Linked DNA regions of Zea mays: all the other regions are linked to region 2. The links are chromatin contacts, called in public Hi-C maps. All regions are on one chromosome and are shown on one strand. Each heading gives the region's core, a stretch centred on a gene start, on an enhancer-like site or on the middle of the called end of the contact. The rest is flanking DNA. Distances are from core to core; before and after follow the strand shown.

What was found. Hi-C and Micro-C count contacts between places; a contact is called where the count stands out from the background.
Region 1: a contact with region 2 is called in a Hi-C map of leaf, with 3 times the contacts expected there. The contact joins the promoter of LOC100193286 here to the promoter of LOC103637824 in region 2. A contact is called at or near these places in 7 of 25 Hi-C or Micro-C datasets (bundle sheath, ear, endosperm and 3 more).
Region 3: a contact with region 2 is called in a Hi-C map of tassel, with 2.0 times the contacts expected there. The contact joins the promoter of LOC103637825 here to the promoter of LOC103637824 in region 2. A contact is called at or near these places in 3 of 25 Hi-C or Micro-C datasets (endosperm, leaf and tassel).
Region 4: a Hi-C map of bundle sheath shows a contact between it and region 2, with 5 times the contacts expected there. The contact joins the promoter of LOC100304207 here to the promoter of LOC103637824 in region 2. A contact is called at or near these places in 3 of 25 Hi-C or Micro-C datasets (bundle sheath, ear and leaf).

The regions. Positions count from the first base shown.
Region 1 is chr9:5,147,111-5,150,016 of Zm-B73-REFERENCE-NAM-5.0, forward strand. It overlaps LOC100193286, which reads right to left and starts at 1,509. Exons shown (of 7, transcript NM_001138429.1): 1 at 1,201-1,509; 2 at 65-282. The coding sequence starts at 1,348.
Region 2 is chr9:4,994,124-4,997,327 of Zm-B73-REFERENCE-NAM-5.0, forward strand. It overlaps LOC103637824 (probable auxin efflux carrier component 1c), which reads right to left and starts at 1,573. Exons shown (of 6, transcript NM_001322465.1): 1 at 291-1,573; 2 at 1-189. The coding sequence starts at 1,419.
Region 3 is chr9:5,184,021-5,187,028 of Zm-B73-REFERENCE-NAM-5.0, forward strand. It overlaps LOC103637825 (probable serine/threonine-protein kinase SIS8), which reads left to right and starts at 1,358. Exons shown (of 11, transcript XR_004852523.1): 1 at 1,358-2,260; 2 at 2,925-3,008.
Region 4 is chr9:4,764,673-4,767,638 of Zm-B73-REFERENCE-NAM-5.0, forward strand. It overlaps LOC100304207 (putative RING zinc finger domain superfamily protein), which reads right to left and starts at 1,417. Exons shown (of 1, transcript NM_001165657.1): 1 at 1-1,417. The coding sequence starts at 1,141.

The sequences.
Region 1 (2,906 bases), core at 259-2,758, 150 kb after region 2:
CATAAAAGCACACATGCTCATAACCCCTTTTTTCTGTTAAACAGTACAAAGACAACAATTTTACCTTTCCAATGAAAGCTGACGAGCCACCAAGGCGAGCTATTCCAACTGCAACATTGGCAGGTGCTCCCCCAGGAGCCTTCTTAAAGGCAGGTGCTTCTGCCAGTGACACGCCATTGACAGTTGGGACGAAGTCAATTAGCAATTCACCAAAGCAAACCACATGTGGAGAATCACTCGTTTCAGGGATGCCATCACTGTTTACGATCGCCTTTGTTGGAACTAAGGTTGAAAATTGAATCAAACACGAACCAAATCAGATATTCTTGCTTTGGCAGCATCACATCTAAATTGACAAAATGTTAACTAAAAGGCTAAGTGCCTTTCAGTTTCTGCAAAAATATGATATTGTAGAATGGGTGACCACGGAGCAATCCATAATGATCCCTGATATGGCTATCAACGCACATGAAAATAGCTATCAACGCACATGAAAGCCATGGAGTAAAATCAAGTTCACCACATACAGAAATAAGAATAACAAATAAAAAAATGAAGAATCAACTAAAAGGCTGATCAGGCAGCCAAGATAAGTTAAGAAAATATCACTGCAGTAAAAAGAATTAATTAGAACTGCAAGCCAACAAGTTATTGTTAGCATTAGTGAGCTCCTTGCATAAATAAAAAAGGGATGTGGCCCTTGTTAACAACTTAACATAGCCTTTTTGAAGCATACAACTGTTTTTATCTTGTTTCATATAGACGCCAGAATCAAATGGAGATCACAATCGGACCTGGCAATTCAAATACCCTGATCGATCTAACCTCAAGACTGAAACATAAAACTAGGTGAATTTGCCATCACAATAGGAGCCCAGAAATTCTGCACACAATATTCTGATAAAGCCAAAATTCTGAGCACTGCACATTGGACTAATTTAAATGGAAATCATGTGGCTGACCACTCATAAATGATACACCTAGCTCATATTTCAAGTACCATCCCCGGCCCGTTCCACAGTTCCCCATGCCAATATGTTAGACTATTGCTACAAAAATATCGCTTTTAAAAGCATGATCCCAGTGCTAAGAGTAGCAGCTAAGTGTAATAAGATAAACAACATATGCATATCGCTAGCGGAGACCGGAGAACGATCTTAAAAGTGAGCGTACAAAGCACTCTCACGCCGCACCGAGTACCTGCGCGTGTCCGTAGCGGCGCGGCAGAGACAACGCCGCGGGGACTCGCGACGGCGGGAAGGGAGCGTCTGCTGCCGGCGTGAGATGGGGAGGGCGACGGGAGGCGGCAGAACACCGCGCAGGCCGGCGCCGCGGCGTGGAGAGCCATGCGGATGCAGATGCGTGGAGAGTGGCCGCCGCTGGGCTGGCGGAGGAATCAAGGGGGATGGGGGAACGGGCAAGCGCCGTTGGTCGGCTGTGACGACGCGTGTCCGCCGGCAAGTTCCGCCGGGACGTGAAACACACACACACAGGTGGAGTGGAGGTGGGTGAACAACTTGAGCAACAAGCTGTCCATTCTTTTTCTTTTTCTATTCCTGAATCCTGATCTAAATTCACCGGTTACAGGACACAGGTTTAGGCTTTTAAGCCAACCACTCACGTGTAATTAATTCCTACGCCAAAACACTAGAGAGACGTATTCTCGCAGTTACGCCGACCATTCACACTTACACACTCACATCCTGTGTTGAGCTATGAGCCTATGAGCTCGGACACTTCTCCCGCCTTCAAAGTCAGTCCAAACAGCCGCATCTGAAAACCGTTCTTCACGGTATACTCCCTCTCTCATAGTATATAAGATATAATCACTTCTGGTTTAAACACTAAAAATATACTTAATTCTCTCTATCAATATTAAATACTATATATATAGCACATCTTATATCATACGGTTTTTTAAGGTGATGCTTTTAGTTTTGCTGGTGTCCTCATTTTACTCTTAGTCGTGTTTTTTTCAGTTTTGCCCTTGAATTGCTATAGAGCAGAAGGATAAAACTGAGCAAAAAAAATACAACTAAGGGTACAAATAAGGAAGGTAGAAAAACTAACACTACCGGAAACGGTTACTTTGCCGAGTGTCTGAAGCACTCGACAAAGTCTGAAAAACACTCAGCGAAGGCTTTGCCGAGTGTGACACTCGGCAAAGAAAGCTCGACGAACTGTACATCGGCAACAACTTCTTTGTCGAGTACTACTTTGCAGAGTGTCACTAGGTACTCGGCAAAGAAAAGTTACCGTCACGAGCCGTTGCCGAGTGCCACAGAATGACACTTGGCAAAAGGCCCACTCTTTGCCGAGTGTCCACTGAGTGGCTCACTCGACAAAGAAGCTCCCCGTGGGGCCCTTTGTCAGGTCCGTTGCCGAGAGTATTAGGTGGCACTCAACAAAGGCTCCCTCTTTGCCGAGTGCCCGCCGGATTAGCACTCGGCAAAGGAATCACCAACGGGCCCCTTTATCAGTTCCTTTGCCGAGTGCATTGGATGACACTCGGCAAGGAAGCAACATTTGCCGAGTATCAAGGCCACATCACTCGGCAAAGTGGCTTTACCGGTGCCCAGGTGTGTCTTCTTTGTCGAGTGTTGTGACTATGACACTCAGCAAAGTACCTTTTTGTCGAGTGTTACACTCGGCAAAGTGACCAGAATACCCTTTTTTAATTGTTTTTGCTATTCCATCTAAACAAACAAAAGATATCACATAATCATCACAGATATCACATATACATCACATATCTCACAAAGATCATAAATCTCATAAATCAAACAAGTTTGAACACAAACATAAGTATCCAACACTCAAGAACATAAGTCTCAAGTATCTCACAAAGCATTACCAACATCAACAAGTTTAGACCAAGTTATGTGACAAAGTATTAACAACACTAA
Region 2 (3,204 bases), core at 323-2,822:
TCACGCTCGTCGGTGGCATCGCCGCGGGCGCCGCCACGGCGCCTGCATTCCCCTGCGCAGCCGCAGCCGCCGCCGCCGCCTTCTCGTCGCCGGCTTCCGCGTCCCTCTCCGCCGCGCCCCTGTTCCCGAAGCTGAAGTCGTCCCGCTCCGCGAAGTCCTCGCCCCGCTCCTTCCTCCCGTCCGCCGCAACTAAAACGTCCAACAAGAACAGAACAGGTGTGTGTCTGAGCATGCAGCGCAGCCAAAGCAGGAAGGAAGGAGCTCAAAAGCCAAAAACGAGGAGAAGCTACCTTTGCGCGGGGAGGCGACGGCCATGCGGACCTCCTTGACGGCGGCCGCGTCGTTGTACTCGGCGGCGCCATTGCCGAACACGTCGGACACGGGCGACGCGCTGGAGCTCCACACGAACATGTGTAGGTCCTTGCCGTCCTCGCCCTTGGCCTGCCCATTGGCCGCCTTCTTGAGGCCCTTGGCGGGCTGCGCCGCCATGGCCGGGTTGGGCGCCGGGTACTGGCCGTACTTGTTCGCCTTGCCCTGCGGGTCCTCCTCGTAGTTGGACGGCCTGGGCGTGGCGCCCGTGCGCAGGCCGAACGCGTCCCCGGCGGCGAAGTTGGAGCTGCGGCCGACCATGGAGTAGAAGTCGGTGTGGTTGAAGCTGGAGCCCCGCGGCGTGGGGTTCCTCGACGACTGCAGCGAGTAGATCTCGGCGTTGGTCAGGTTGCTGGGCCGCGGCGTGGTGCTGGAGAACCCCATGGACCGCCGGGAGTAGATGTCCGAGCGCGACGCGTTGGAGCGCCGCACGGTGACGTGTATCTTGCCGTCCTCCTTCACCTCGGCCTCCGTCTCGATGGCGTCGTTGCGCCCGTCCAGCGACACCACGTCGGGGTCCACCACGATGGAGGCGATGGCGCCCGCCGTGTCGGGGAACTGCTCGGTGATGAGGATCCTGGCGCCGCGGTACTCGAACATGAACAGCATCAGCGTGTACCAGATGATGCACTGGAGCACCACGATCTGCACCATGAGGCTGCCGGAGAAGTCGCCGTACATGCCCTTGAGCAGCGGGATGCCCATCACCAGCGTGTTGGGCAGCGTCGACAGGGAGAAGAGCGTGATGGTCCACTCGAGGCAGCCCCGGCGGGAGAGGTAGCTCCATGCAGTGAGCAGCGCCAGGACGATCAGCTTCTGCAGCGTGTCGGCGGCGATGAACCGGATGTTCATGGTGTAGGGGTTGTTGGTGGAGATGAAGTGGAAGGACAGCAGCGGCACGGCGAAGAGCGCCACGAAGCGGTTGATCCCCGAGCACTGGTCCGGCGTGAAGATGCGCCACCACCTGACGGATCCGTACGCCAGGATCATGGCAACGTACAACGGCACCATGGCCGTCATGACGTGGTAGAAGTCCGTGCCGGTGATCATCTTGCCGATCGACGCACCAAGAAACACTTGCGAGCTGCTCCTCGACGTCCGTGCAGCCGGGAACGCACTTTATGGCGCGGTGCCCCGCGGCGGCGAGGTGCGGTGGGAGAGTGTGATGAGTGGGGTGGGGGAGCCGTGGAGTGGAGGAACGCGGGAGGTGGAGTGGGCATAGGTGCGTGTGATTATTTATACACATCAGATGTGCACTGCACACTCCCCGACACGAGGGGGAGGGGAGGGGTGTAACTGTAAAGAAAGGAGAAATTCTGCACGTATGCCAGCCGTTAAGATCTGCCACCATAAACCTTTGGATAAATGACAGCTGGAGCTAGGATTGTTGACAGCAAAAAATAATCTGGAAGTCAAAAGTCGGATTAAAACATCATATATAAATGAAAGGGATCCAATTTGGGGTCAAAATTACGATGTTTGAAGAGAACCGGCCTGTTTAGAGACGAGTGAGGCCAGCCTATGCTCGTGATTATATTGTGCGGGGAACAAAGAAATCGGCCCAGGCCGGTTTTAGCAAGGTGCGTGGCCCAGGCCAGTGCACCAACGTAACATCCAAAATTTTATTTTGGAATTTATAAATATTTCTTCAAAAACAATAATTAAAATATCTATAACAATGATTTTTTTGGATAAATAGTGATCTAAAAAATTATTATATTTAACCCTAGGAAATTAGGTTTTATTTTCTCAAAGAAATAAAGCAGGGATGTCTACAATTAATAATTGATGAATTGTATGACTAGAAAACCTTCTCTAAATAAGGTTAAGTCAAAAGCACCTTGTAATTGGAGAATATATATATCTCCTATTACAACAAACAATTAATAAATCTTGGATAAACCTTTCATTTGACTATAGGTTTAAATTAATATTTCTTCAAAACTGAAAATTGTTGTATGGCATATTTCGAAGCATGTTATTTAACCAAAAGGATTAAACAATTACTATAAAAATATATAAATAGAAATATGCATCATGTTGAGTATTTATTTGATTGTGCATTTATCTAGATTCTAGTTTTCCACCCAAATACAATTTGAAATTCGAGATTTGAATTTAAAGTTGAAAATTTAAAACAGAAATCAATAAAAAATAAGGAAACAGCTGGCTGGGCCAAAACCTTCCTCCATAGCCCAATTCTGTTTTCCTTCCCCTCGCCCGTGTGGGCCGCTACCCGGCCCACCTCCACTTCTTCGTCCGCGGACCCAGCCTCCCCACACGAAAGGAAGCGGTCGCCGATGCATCGCGCACCCATGATCCGGCTAAGACCAACCAGTGGGACCCGCCCGTAGCCTTTGAGTGCATCGCGTGCTCATGGATCGTTGGACGTGGGTCCCTTTGCCGGTAACAAACTCTGTCGTGTTCTTCTCCGATCTGGCTAGCACCGCTCGGATTTGAGCTAGATCCTAGGATATATAACTCCTAGTCGTGCACCCCCCCCTCTCATCCATCTTGCATCACGATGAACCGGTGGCCCAAGGGTACCATTGCCGTAAGGGTGGGCGAGTGAATGCCGCCGCGATAACAGAGGAAGAGACCGTGATCGCCGATCCGTGCCCTTGATGTCGTTTCGGTCCCGAAAAGCTTCATTGGAGCTCACAGTGTCTACCGGATGGTGCTCGCTGGATTCCTGGGCATGGAAACTAATTGCAGCAACGACAATTTCTCGCCAAATTTCCTACGTCGCCGCAGTACCGCGCTGAAAGTCGCCTAGAGGGGGGGTGAATAAGGCAAATCTGAAATTTATAAACTTAAGCACAACTATAAGTCAGG
Region 3 (3,008 bases), core at 108-2,607, 190 kb after region 2:
GTAGGGTAATGATGTACCCCCCTGCGGCGTGGTCGGTCCGAGCCCGAGGTCGGGCGAGGCGGTGACTCCTCCGAGGTCGAGGCTGAGTCCAAGCCCTGGGGTCGGGCGAGGTGGAGACCGTCTTCCGAGGTCGAGGTGGAGTCCGAGCCCTGGGGTCGGGCGAGGCGAAGCTTCCTATGGCGCCTGGGGCTAGATTCGGCTGCTGTCAGCCTCACCCTGGCGGGTGGCACAGCAGTCGGAGCAGGGCAGGCAGCGCTGTTTCCCTGTCAGGTCAGTCAGTGGAGGGGCGAAATGACTACGGTCACTTCGGCACTGTCGACTGAGGAACACGTGTCAGGATAAGGTGTCAGGCGATCCTTGCATTGAATGCTCCTGCGATACGGCCGGTTGGCGAGGCGATCTGGCCAAGGTTGCTTGTTGCTTCTCCGCGAAGCCTGCCCGAGCTGGGCCTCGGGCGAGTCGAAGGTGCGCCTGTTGCTTGAGGAGGCCATCGGGCGAGGCGTGGGTCTACTGTTCCTGCCCGAGGCTGGGCTCGGGCGAGGCGAGATCGTGTCCATGGAGTGGACGGAGCTTTGACCTGTATTGCGCCCATCAAGCCTTTGCAGCTTGTGCTGATGGTGGTTACCAGCCGAGTTTAGGAGTCTTGGGGGTACCCCTAATTATGGTCCCGACAAAATGTATTTCATAATAAACTTATTTAGAGGTATAGATTAAATTTAAAAAGAGTCCGACTGGTTGACAAAAGTATGCGTTTATTTTGAAATAAAGGAGTATGATGTAACTTAATTTTTCAGCTCTCCATCCATATTTATTTTTTTCTTCCTTGACCTAATCCTGTTTTCATTAAAAGCTATCTAGAAAAAAACGAGAGGTTTCCGTCCGTTTTTATGATTTCACCCGCCGGCCCGCAGCCCACTGCTGGCGGGGCCTGAGCCTGTCATTCGTTGCCAAGAGTGTCCCACGACGGGCGCTCCGAGATCCCAGGCGTACTCCAGGCCCCACATGGTGGTGGGTGCGCAGCTTACGAGGGGGTGACGGAAGGCACATCACACCAGCCATTGGCCAACTTGCGCTGCCTGCTTGCAGAGCGACAGGCTGCAGACCACCGGAGGACGGCAAGTTGGCCGACCGTTCCTGGTCCCACCGGCATGACTCGATTGCCCGGGGGTTCTCCCGCTCCCGCGGGACCCGAGCGGCCAAAGCCCTCGCCTTCGTTTTGCGGGTTCACCCGGACACCCCTTTTTGCACTGCTTCCGCTCGTACACCCGGTCAGGTTACGTCACGTAGGAGGCACATAGTACAGTCATTGACTTGTGGGCCTATACAATCTTGGCCCAATCTGTCATCTAGAGTAAGTGGAAAGTGACCAGCCGCCACCCGCCAGCCGAGTGCCTTTCCATATTAATTAATTACTCGCTGTTTAGGACCAATCACACTCTAACCCCGAATTTGAGTTCTCAATCGCATGCGTCAGCTCGTCGAGCGTCGTAGCCTCGTCGGGGAGGATGAAGGGAGCGGACCAGAGGTGGGTGAAGCCCGGACCGGGAGAATAGGAGCGAGAGCGAAGCAGGCGCAACGCAACTGGCGACCAGCGGGCGAAGCAATTAACGGGAATATTTTAATGCGGCTTCGGGTACACGCGGGCAGGTCAATCCTCGCACTCCACCTCCTGCCTGCCCCCGCACCCGTAGCCATGTTGGATCCACCGCCCCACCACGGGTAGCTGAAGGGGCGGCGGCGGCGGCGCGGCAGAGGGATGAAGAACTTCCTCAGGAAGCTGCACATCGGTGACTCCGCCGCCGGGGATGGCGCCTCGTCGCCTTCGGCACCTACCCCGCCGCCAACGAAAAAGGGCGGGGGCATCGAGCATAGGCACGCCTCCGGGTTGTCGGGCTGGCTGAGCTCCGTGACCAGCCGGCCGCACCCACCTACGCCGCTTTCTGCTTCTGCTGCACCGGCAGCGGCGGCGCCGGAGGTGGAGGAGTCGGCGTTGACGACTGCGTTGGCTTCGTCTGTTGAGGAGAAGAGGGTAGCCGAGGAGGACGAGGAGAGGGCGAGGCGGGAGTCCCGGAAGGAGGCGGAGATGGAGAAGAAAGAGAAACAGCAGGCGGAGCTGGAGAACTATCACATGCAGCTGGCCCTCGAGATGAGCGTGAGGGAGGACCCGGAGGCGATGCAGATCGAGGTGGCCAAACAGATCAGCCTCGGCTCCTGCCCCATCCAGAGCTCGCCCGCAGAGGTCATCGCCTTCCGATACTGGGTATTCAGCATCTCCACTCCCCTCCTACTATCTTCTAGATTGTTTTCGTACCGCGATTGGATCTCACTCGTGCTATGTTGATGCAAATTGGACGTTAGAGCAGAAATGGGGTCTATCATATGTTAGCTTGTCAAAGGTCTGTTGCATGATGCTACCTATCATGGTGACGTTCCTCTGTTAGTGCATTCGAGAAAAAAAGTTTTTATAGCTGTTGAATTATACTTCTGTAACGGAATAGGTATGGCAGAGTATGGGGTAGTGTAATCATGTAACTTATCTCGATATGGCATATATGAAAAATTCCTTTTCTGATATCTCTGAAATTATGTTAGTTGGGAATAGTAGCCTTGGATTGTCTATCCTTCATAACTCGAGATTTTCTGTTTTGATGGGGAAAAATAAATACTCCATGATTTTGTAGTGGGGTTAATTTTAGCATAATGAACATCTGCTTTTCTTTATAGAAGCTACTGGCTGACCATACTTAGAAGCTGCATTTGCAAAGCGATTACGTTGTCTATATCCTAGATATAGCCAGCAGCTGATAGCCACCATAAGATGTTCTCCTTCATCAGAGATTGTTCAGAAGTTAAACTCCCTATATATTTGTGACTCTTACCATTTTCTCACTTCCTCATATGGTAGATTTGTTCGTGCTTCACAGAGTTTCAATGCCCTTAGCTATGACGACAAAATATTGGATGGTTTCTATGACATTTGTGCCACTGGGGATGAGCTTGCAATGTCA
Region 4 (2,966 bases), core at 167-2,666, 230 kb before region 2:
TAATATGAGACCATTGCCAAATTTTCGACACAGAGAAACTCTCCCCTTTGTTGCGTGTACAGATCTTCTTCCCCTCCATAATATCAGCATTGATCGAACTTAAACCAGGAGGTCTTCCCATCATTGCACCACCAGTGCCATTTCTAATACGGCCAGGCTGGAGAGCTACTCGGAGCTCAGAAGTGCCAAGAACATACTGATAGGTGCCCATGGAGAAGCATCTCCTTCCATCCAAGCTGCTGCTGCTGCTACTCTCCACTTGATCCCTACTCAACACACTGGCATTGGCATTGCCACCTTCCACCGCACCCTGGGTTCCGACATTCTTGAACTTCCCCAACCTCACAGGGAATACCTTCTTCTCAGCCACCGGTGTCTGTGCCAACCCTGAAGCCTTCAGCCCAGGCAATCCAAATCCGTCGTCACAGTCCTCGGACAACCGCCCTTCCTCCAGTCTCTCCTCGAAATCAAACATGGGGTTGCCCTCGCCCATGAGCCCGGGGATGAAGAGAACCCCGCGGCAGAGCGGGCAGGTCGAGTTGGACAGCAGCCACGTGTCGATGCAATTGAGGTGGAAGGCGTGCCCGCACAGCGGCAGCAGACGGAGCCGGTCCTCGGCATCGAACTCGCACAGACACACCGCGCAGTCGAACGGCTCTTTGTCCCCGTCGCCGCCGCCGCCCACGACGATATCCCGGTACGCGAAGACCGGCAGCGCGTCGATGAAGGCCTGGTCCAGCCCGGAGTCGTGGAGGTGGAACAGCTGCTGCAGCTGGCGCTGCAACGCCACGTCAACCCCGCCTGCCTCCACTCCAGTCCTCGGCGCCGCCGCCGACGCCGTGTCCCTTGGGCCGCCGCGGCGGTGCTGCTTCTTCGACAGGACGCGCACGAGAAGGTGGAGCAGGCCGGAGATGAAGAACACTAATGCGAGAATCACGATGATGAAAAGCACCGCGGGGTTAATCTTCCCTCCACCGCCGCCGCCGGAACCCGCAACCTGCACCTGCACCGGAGGCAGAGGCGGCGGCGGGGGTGCAGCGAGAACACTGTACGGGAGCGATTCCCTGACGACACCGGCGTCATGGAGGCGGCGCGGGGCGAAGGATCCGGACGAAGACGAAGAAGTGGCCGCTTCAGCCATGCCTGCTACGAGGTCGGACTGCGAGAGCACCCCCGCATCTCATCGGATCCCGCGGACCAGAGATGCGATCTCTGGAGGAAGAAACCAGCGATCCCCGTCAGGGCAGATGATGAGGAAGTCACACCTAAAAGCGGTGGCCCGGGAAGCGGACGAGGAGTAGGGGCCAAGACCTGAAGCCCTCGGGACGGGAGCTTTGGGCTTAGAGCAGGAGGGCGGGTGAGCGAGCGAAGCCGTGGAGGGGAGGGAGGGAAGCCTGGAGCCCTGCACTGTGTGGAGTGGTGGCCTGGTGGGAGCGCAGGAAAGCGACGGCAGCCAAAAGACTGGTGCGGTGGCGACTCGGTGGCTTTTGGGCTTTTTTGCGGTTGGAGTGCGAGTGCGGCCGCTGTGCGTGTCGCTTTCGGCCGCGAGCTGCGAATGGAGCACGGCCCGTGACCATGTAAGAACAACTGCAGCATGCCACGTATCGACTCGTAAGAAAATTTGGGAACTCAGATCTGATAAAACATAAAAAAGTGTTTGGTTTACAAAACTGTAACGTGATTTAGTCCCTAACTTTTACTAAAGTTTTTCTACTGAATAATCAAATAAGATGACTAAAAGTGTTGTACTATAGTTCAATACTATTAACGCTTTAGCGTGACTTGCTAAAAATACCGTGACTTGTTGTTTTTAAAACCTATTTTATGTTTCCGAAAAATGCCGCGTATGGTTTAGGGCCTCTCCTTAGATAAAATTTTGTTTTTAAAATCAGTTTTACGTTTCTAAAAATAATTTTCACTGACGGTTTTATTACGCCGACCGCTAGTAGAAATTGAGGTCTTCTTAACTCAACCGCCAGTGGAAGTTGATTTTCACGACGGTCCTCAGTTACCTGCCTGTAAAAATAATGATTTCTATTTGTCCCTAATAATGGCGGTTATAAGAAACACCAATGAAAATATGTTTACAATCGTCACTATAGAGGCATAGAGCTTATGTGTACTATGTTAAAATATCGTGACTTGTTGTTTTTAAAACTTGTTTTATGTTTCTGAAAAATGTCGCTTAGGTTTTAGGGCCTCTCTTTAAATAAAATATTTTTTGCTGTTTTTAAAACCCGTTTTGTGTTTCACTGACGTATTACGCCGACCGCTAGTGGAAATCGAGCTTTTCATAACTCAATCGCCAGTGGATGACGGTCCTACCCGCCTGTAAAAATAATGATTTCTACTGGCTCGTAGCCCTAAAAATAGGTTCACAACCGTCACTATAGAGATTCTGTGTACCAGTGATCATCGAGAACATGGCCTCAAACAGGTTTCCTATCTTCATCCTTGCTACATGGCCTTGCAGTTGCAATATCCATTATTGTTCCCTTACACTGACCCCGATTGCCATTTGGGTATTAGATATTCGAGTCACATCGAGTCAGCGATGATGAATGGCAGTGACGCAAGTATGTTATGATGCTAGAATTTATTGGGTACCATTCGCATTATAGATCGAATGTCCCCAACACGTACACCTGTTATGAGATACTAAGCGATCAACTAGATGTTGACACGTTTTCAGCCATAGAGGGATCATGAATGCAGTAAATAGCTGTTGACACCTTTTTGGAGGCGCCAATTACTCAAGAGAACCAGCGGCGGTGCTCTCTGGTCAGGCGCGGACGGTCCGCGGCACAGGGCCGGACGGTCCGCGACCTGGCGCGAGGCGGCGGTGCTCTCTGGTCAAGCGCGGACGGTCCGCGGCACGGGGCCGGACGGTCCGCGACCTGGTGCAGGAGCTCGGGTTCCCTGCCTGACGGCCGGACGGTCCGCGCCCTAGGGCCGGACGGTCCGCG